Regions from separate parts of the Xenopus tropicalis genome. Here region 2 is linked to region 1. A link is a contact called in public Hi-C data. All regions are on one chromosome and are shown on one strand. Each heading gives the region's core, a stretch centred on a gene start, on an enhancer-like site or on the middle of the called end of the contact. The rest is flanking DNA. Distances are from core to core; before and after follow the strand shown. Region 1 holds the start of ikzf4 (zinc finger protein Eos). Region 2 holds the start of dgka (diacylglycerol kinase alpha).

What was found. Hi-C and Micro-C count contacts between places; a contact is called where the count stands out from the background.
Region 2: a Hi-C map of neurula embryo shows a contact between it and region 1, with 1.9 times the contacts expected there. The contact joins the promoter of dgka here to the promoter of ikzf4 in region 1. A contact is called at or near these places in 3 of 5 Hi-C or Micro-C datasets (brain, gastrula embryo and neurula embryo).

Annotation. Positions count from the first base shown.
Region 1 is chr2:137,788,865-137,791,564 of UCB_Xtro_10.0, reverse strand. It overlaps ikzf4 (zinc finger protein Eos), which reads left to right and starts at 1,357. Exons shown (of 9, transcript XM_002934532.5): 1 at 1,357-1,651. The coding sequence starts at 1,622.
Region 2 is chr2:137,992,601-137,995,300 of UCB_Xtro_10.0, reverse strand. dgka (diacylglycerol kinase alpha) reads left to right here and starts at 1,396. Exons shown (of 26, transcript XM_012957812.3): 1 at 1,396-1,510; 2 at 2,438-2,491.

The sequences.
Region 1 (2,700 bases), core at 108-2,607:
GCTGTCTTCAAACATGGACTGGCAAGTGAACTGTAACTAGTTAGTGACATAAAAAAAATTATTAACGATGACTGTGGCAACAATTCAGTTCCTTAACGTATTTAACAAAAAATGTCCAGTTGCTAGTGTACTATGGGAATCACACAATTTGAAGGAAATAAATGTCTTGCTGATCAGCAGATAGTGACAATAGAAGAGGAAGGGGTGGCCTGGTGGTTGACCAGACAAAGCAATAATTACAATAACCTAGGAGTGTCTGCCTGGTCACGGTGAGCCACCTTGTGGCCAAGTCTGGATTTACTAAAAACTTTTCTGTGAATTTTACTATATCACCTTTATTATTTGCTAATGTAGATATTAATTTAATGTTATTTCTCAATGTATGTATTCATTTAAAAGTGTTATTTATTAATGCTTTCACTGGACAAACAACAGCACTTACTCCTAAGCTACAAATCAGCCTCTGCGTTGGGCATGTTTGGATTCCACGACTACTTGGGTCTCTACAGGTAAAGCTGTACTGAGGTCTTCTGTGGCCTGCCACTAATTTATATTAGATGTTTCTATATTATCTTACAAATTATGGTATATGCTGTAATGGTCATTATCATTGTTTTTTCCTTCATATTATTGCCAAGATACATCCCTTTTTTTCTCAAGCAACTGCTAAAACACTTCCCACATCCTTATCCTATGCCACATAAGGTGGCCACAGACGTGGCGATCTGACGATCTTTGGTCGCACGAAACATCGTCAGATCCGCCACACACCGTTCAGGGCTGAAACAGCAGATAAGGAGGTAGAAATCCTATTGTTTCTACCTCCATATCTGCTGTTTCAGCCCTGACGGTGTGTGACGGATCTGACGATGTTTCATGCGACTGATGGTCGTACAAAACATCGTCAGATTGCCACGTGTGTGGCCACCTTAAGATCCGAGGTCGCCAAACAAGCGGGTCTTCTCCCGATATGCCCACCTTAGGAGCACTAGAATAGTATCTGATCTAGGCTTGGCACTTTACATTTACCAGTATGGGGCAATATTGCACACGGGTAGTAACCTATAGCAACTAGTTTTTAGCTTTGTTAAAAATGGAAGTAGAACAATGAAATGGAAAATGTGATTGGTTGCCACGGGTTACTGCCCAGTAAATGTAACTAGTTAAAGTTAAAAGAGGAATTGGTACAAGAAAAAGAGTGTAGTGTAAGTTTCCAAGTCCCTTGTACTCACGGAGCAGACATGGTACTACTACATGGCTCTATTCTGCTTACACTTATTATAACATGATGAGCCCCTACATTGCGATTGTTTGGCGCATATTTCGCGGGGCATTGTGGGGCTCCAGGACCAGTGATTTGGATACGAGATGATTTGAGGCAGTTTGAGAGAAGGAGCCTGATACCGCTGTACTCGATTCACCAGCAGCTCGATTGCACTTCCTGGCTGCATTCATCGCTCTACATTCTCATTGTTATCCTGTCGCTTGGCAGCTGCCCCGGAAGTTGTCTCCGGGGCCGGTTCAGCTCCGGTGAAGTCTACGCCGGATTCCGCGGCCCCGCGGTGGGCTAAAGGGACTGAGTGTCGGGGTGGGGGGAGAGGCGCAGGGTTGCACAGCGTGGATGAGGCTCCCTGTGGAGGAGCCGCAAAAGGTGAGATACGTGTGGGGGTGAGAGTGCTCACCTGAGAAACAATGGGGCCACATTAGGGCCCCCAGGGGTGGGTTACACTAAGGTGAATAATAACAGCAGAACCTGGCACACACTTTAGTGGTACAGTCCTTTACAGTAGTGAGTTGCGGCTCTCCTCTTTCGTCTTAACTGTAAATCCCAGCATCCTTAGCCAGGCAAGCTGTTGGTCATTGCCACATATGTATCCATGGCATTTCTGTCCGTGACGTGTCGCCCTACTTGCTGTGAGCCTGGGGCATCCCTGTGGGTCAGATAATGGGTGCACTCCGCTAGCGAGGGGGAGAGGGCTGCGATCTGAAGTCTGTGGCACCGACTTTACTGGGAGTCATTATTTCAGCAGCTGCTTAACATCCTGCAAGCCCATATTCCAAGACGATTCATAATTACACTTCATTCATTATGTTTTGTTTTAAAATATCAATATCATTTCTTCTTAATACTTTATGGTTTGGAATTTCAGCTGATGTCTGATACTGGTAGCAGTTTGAAAGTCACACTTTAAGATCAATAACAGAGAATAAAAGTACAAATACCAGTGTCATTGAACCCTTAGATCTGTTTTTGGTTGCTGGGAGTCAGCATTTTCAGTTGCAGGTTGAAAATAGCCAGAATAAAAACACTTTTAATACATACAAAATCAATAATTGAGAAGTTGATTAGAATAGGGACATCTGCTTCTAGAACATAATACAAATGTGTACATCCCCTTTTATGAATAAGAGAGGGTGCTTGTGTTGAATCTTGCACAAGTTAGCTTGGTTTGTTTAAACTGGCTGGGGTGATCCCACAACCAGTGGCTCGGGGGCAATATGTTGCTCCCAGTGGCCTCAAAGCAGGTGCTTATTTCTGAATTCCTTGCTTGGAAGCAAGTTTTGGTTGCATAAAAACCAGGTGTACTGCCAGAGTCTCTTGTAGGCTGCCAGTCCACATATGGGCTACCAATAACCAATGACAGCCCATATTGGACACCCCAGGAACTTTTTGCATGCTTGTTTATTTGTTTATTATTA
Region 2 (2,700 bases), core at 147-2,646, 200 kb before region 1:
GTATATAAATAGAACAACCTAAACTAGGAATCACCTGCCAACTGGAAGGAAATTAACTGACTTTGGTCCATCTGATTTTATGATGTGGTATTCAATTATTTTAATTTAATTTTAATTTATCAATAAAAGTTCAATTTTAACGCATAAACACAAAATACTCTTTCTGTGCATCTAGTTAATTTGGGTGTAAAAAACCCTGTGTGAGCCAAATTTATAATAATTCTGAAATAGATAACATACTCTCTCTTTCTCTTTGGTAACTATAATGATATCTACCCGCATTTAAGTCCCAAAATTCTGGGGTTTAAAGGAGACATATTGGATAAATGGGAAAAAAACAAATTTTGTAGGCAATTACGAATAATACATGGTGCTGGTTTTACTTTGGGCTAAAATTGAATACTGTCTGCAAAAATTACCCCTTTATTGGAGCTATAGATAGATATATATAGCTATAGATCAGGGGTCGGGAACCTTTTTGGCTGAGAGAGCCATAAACACCACATATTTTAAAATGTAATTCTGTGAGAGCCATACAATATGTTTGGCTGCGGATGCTGTGGGGCAAGGTAGGGTGGGTGCCAAGGATGCCGGATGCGATGCAGAGGAAGGCATGGCCTGCGCTCGGCGGATAGAAGACGTGTTCTAAGGCTTAGAACACGTCTTCTATCCGCCGTGCGCCGGCCACGCCCCCGTTAATTTTTTATTAAAGATTTGGCAGCGAGCCAGATGCAGCCATCAAAGAGCCACATCTGGCTCCCAAGCCATAGGTTCCCTACCCCTGCTATAGATCCTCTCAGGTATCCGTCCCTGTTTCAAATGAAGGGTGGGCGTGTCCCTGCCAGAAACATAGTAAGAGGGGGATAGCCAATCACAGCCCTGCACTCACACAAGCAAAGACAGGCTTCAGTTCTCTATCAGGTCAGCCTAGCTGCTAATTGGTTCCTATCCTACAGTGCAGTGTATTGAGAGCCCTGCTCCCCTGCACATCCAGAGAATTCAGCCAGCAGGAAGTGGAACAGATGGGCGGGGCTAGTGGGGTTTTGGGCGAATTTCTCAATAAATCAGTCTGAAACTTTTTTAAGCACAATCCTATATCTAGAGGAGTATAATTCACTGGTGCATTCTTAAGTTTTATATGATTGCTTCTTTAAACTGGAAATTCAAGTCTTCTACAGCAGCCTAATTGCCTTCTCTGCATTAGTGATGTGACCTCTCCTTGCCACTGTAGTAGCTCAAGAAAGGCAAGTGTGGGGGTAGTATGAGGGAAGGGTTACTACCTTTTTTTTACAATATAATACCAGCCTGTGGGTGGGGGTTAAGGCGGTGATGTCACTGAGGGCAGTGTGATGGCTTCATGGGGTGGCAAAACATGTAGGCAGGGGTGAGGGCAGAGGAGGGTCTGTCATGGAGAGCAGAAACTAAGCAGTTAAAAGAGATGATCAGGCAGCAGAACAATTCAGGGAAGGGAGGGATTCACATATCTACCAGCAAGAACCAGCCCTTTCAGGTGATTTATTAGCTAGTTTGGTCAAAACCTCCAGTGACCCAGCTGTCTTGAAAAACACCCAGTTCAGGGATGTGACCATGAGAGCATTTTTTTAGTGGGACCCTACTTAGTGGGTCCAGGTGCCAAGTGGGCTAGCTAAGTGATACAGCCCTTGCCCTGACAGCCTGCATCCCATCTAATTGTTGAAGGCAGCATTTCATCCACTACGTGTTTGGGGCTAGACTGTAATGAAATGATATCACCCCAAAGAGGCTAGTGGAATTCCTGAGTATTGTGGGAGGGTGGCAAAAATGTCTTCTGTAGGGCCACATTTGGCGCCATGCCTCCAGCTGGAGGGCCCCGCTTGAGACATGCAAGAACTTTTACTTAGGTAAGAAAACAAATCCAATACTGTACTGGCTGCTTTTCTATCATCTGCTTGGCGCCATCTGTGCAGTCATTTGCCCCAAAGATACTTGGTAGTTGTTGGCGCCCTGTGGGTGCTACCCGCCTGGTAGAGGAATCTCCCTCCCTCCCCTGGCAGTGAGTGGGCAGCAGTTACCAGGCAAGGAGAGAGCAGGGCTGGAGCCGCCATATAATAGGCTGTAGGAGCGAGTGAATGGAGCGGGGAGCGGCTGCCTCCTTCCTGTGAGTACAAAGATCAGACACGAAAGGTAGGACGGGATTCCCTAGGCATCCCAGCGGCGAGCCCCTGCTGTCAGGGAATGCGGGGGAGAGGCTTGCCCAGAGGGTGTGATTAGCGGAGTCCTAGCAGCCGGGCAGCCGCGCAGCAATGTCACTAACGCGGGGCTAAAACTTCCACTTCCTGGCTCGGGCCAACGCATTATTTCTCTACTTTCTTCTTCTTCTCCTCCGCCGCCCACTCAGCAGTTTCTCCTCTCAGGCTTTTTAACTTTCTTTTCTTTTGTTGTCACATCCTGTCTGCAGAAGACGGACGGCAGAGAGGGCTGAGAAGTGTCCGTGCCGGAGCTTGTGGAACAGGTAAGGGGTACGGTATGTGCGCAGGTCTAGCCGCTCTGTCATTGGGGGTGGGTGGGGGCTCGGTGCCCATTTGGCCAGTTCTCTTGGTGCTTATGGGACGGTAAATCATCTCTTGTGTGTGTGTGTGTGCCAGACCGTGCGGCTGCCAGGCGCATCCTGCTGTACTACTGCGTGTGACTGTCTTGTGGTGCCTTCTGTTTGCCCAGTAA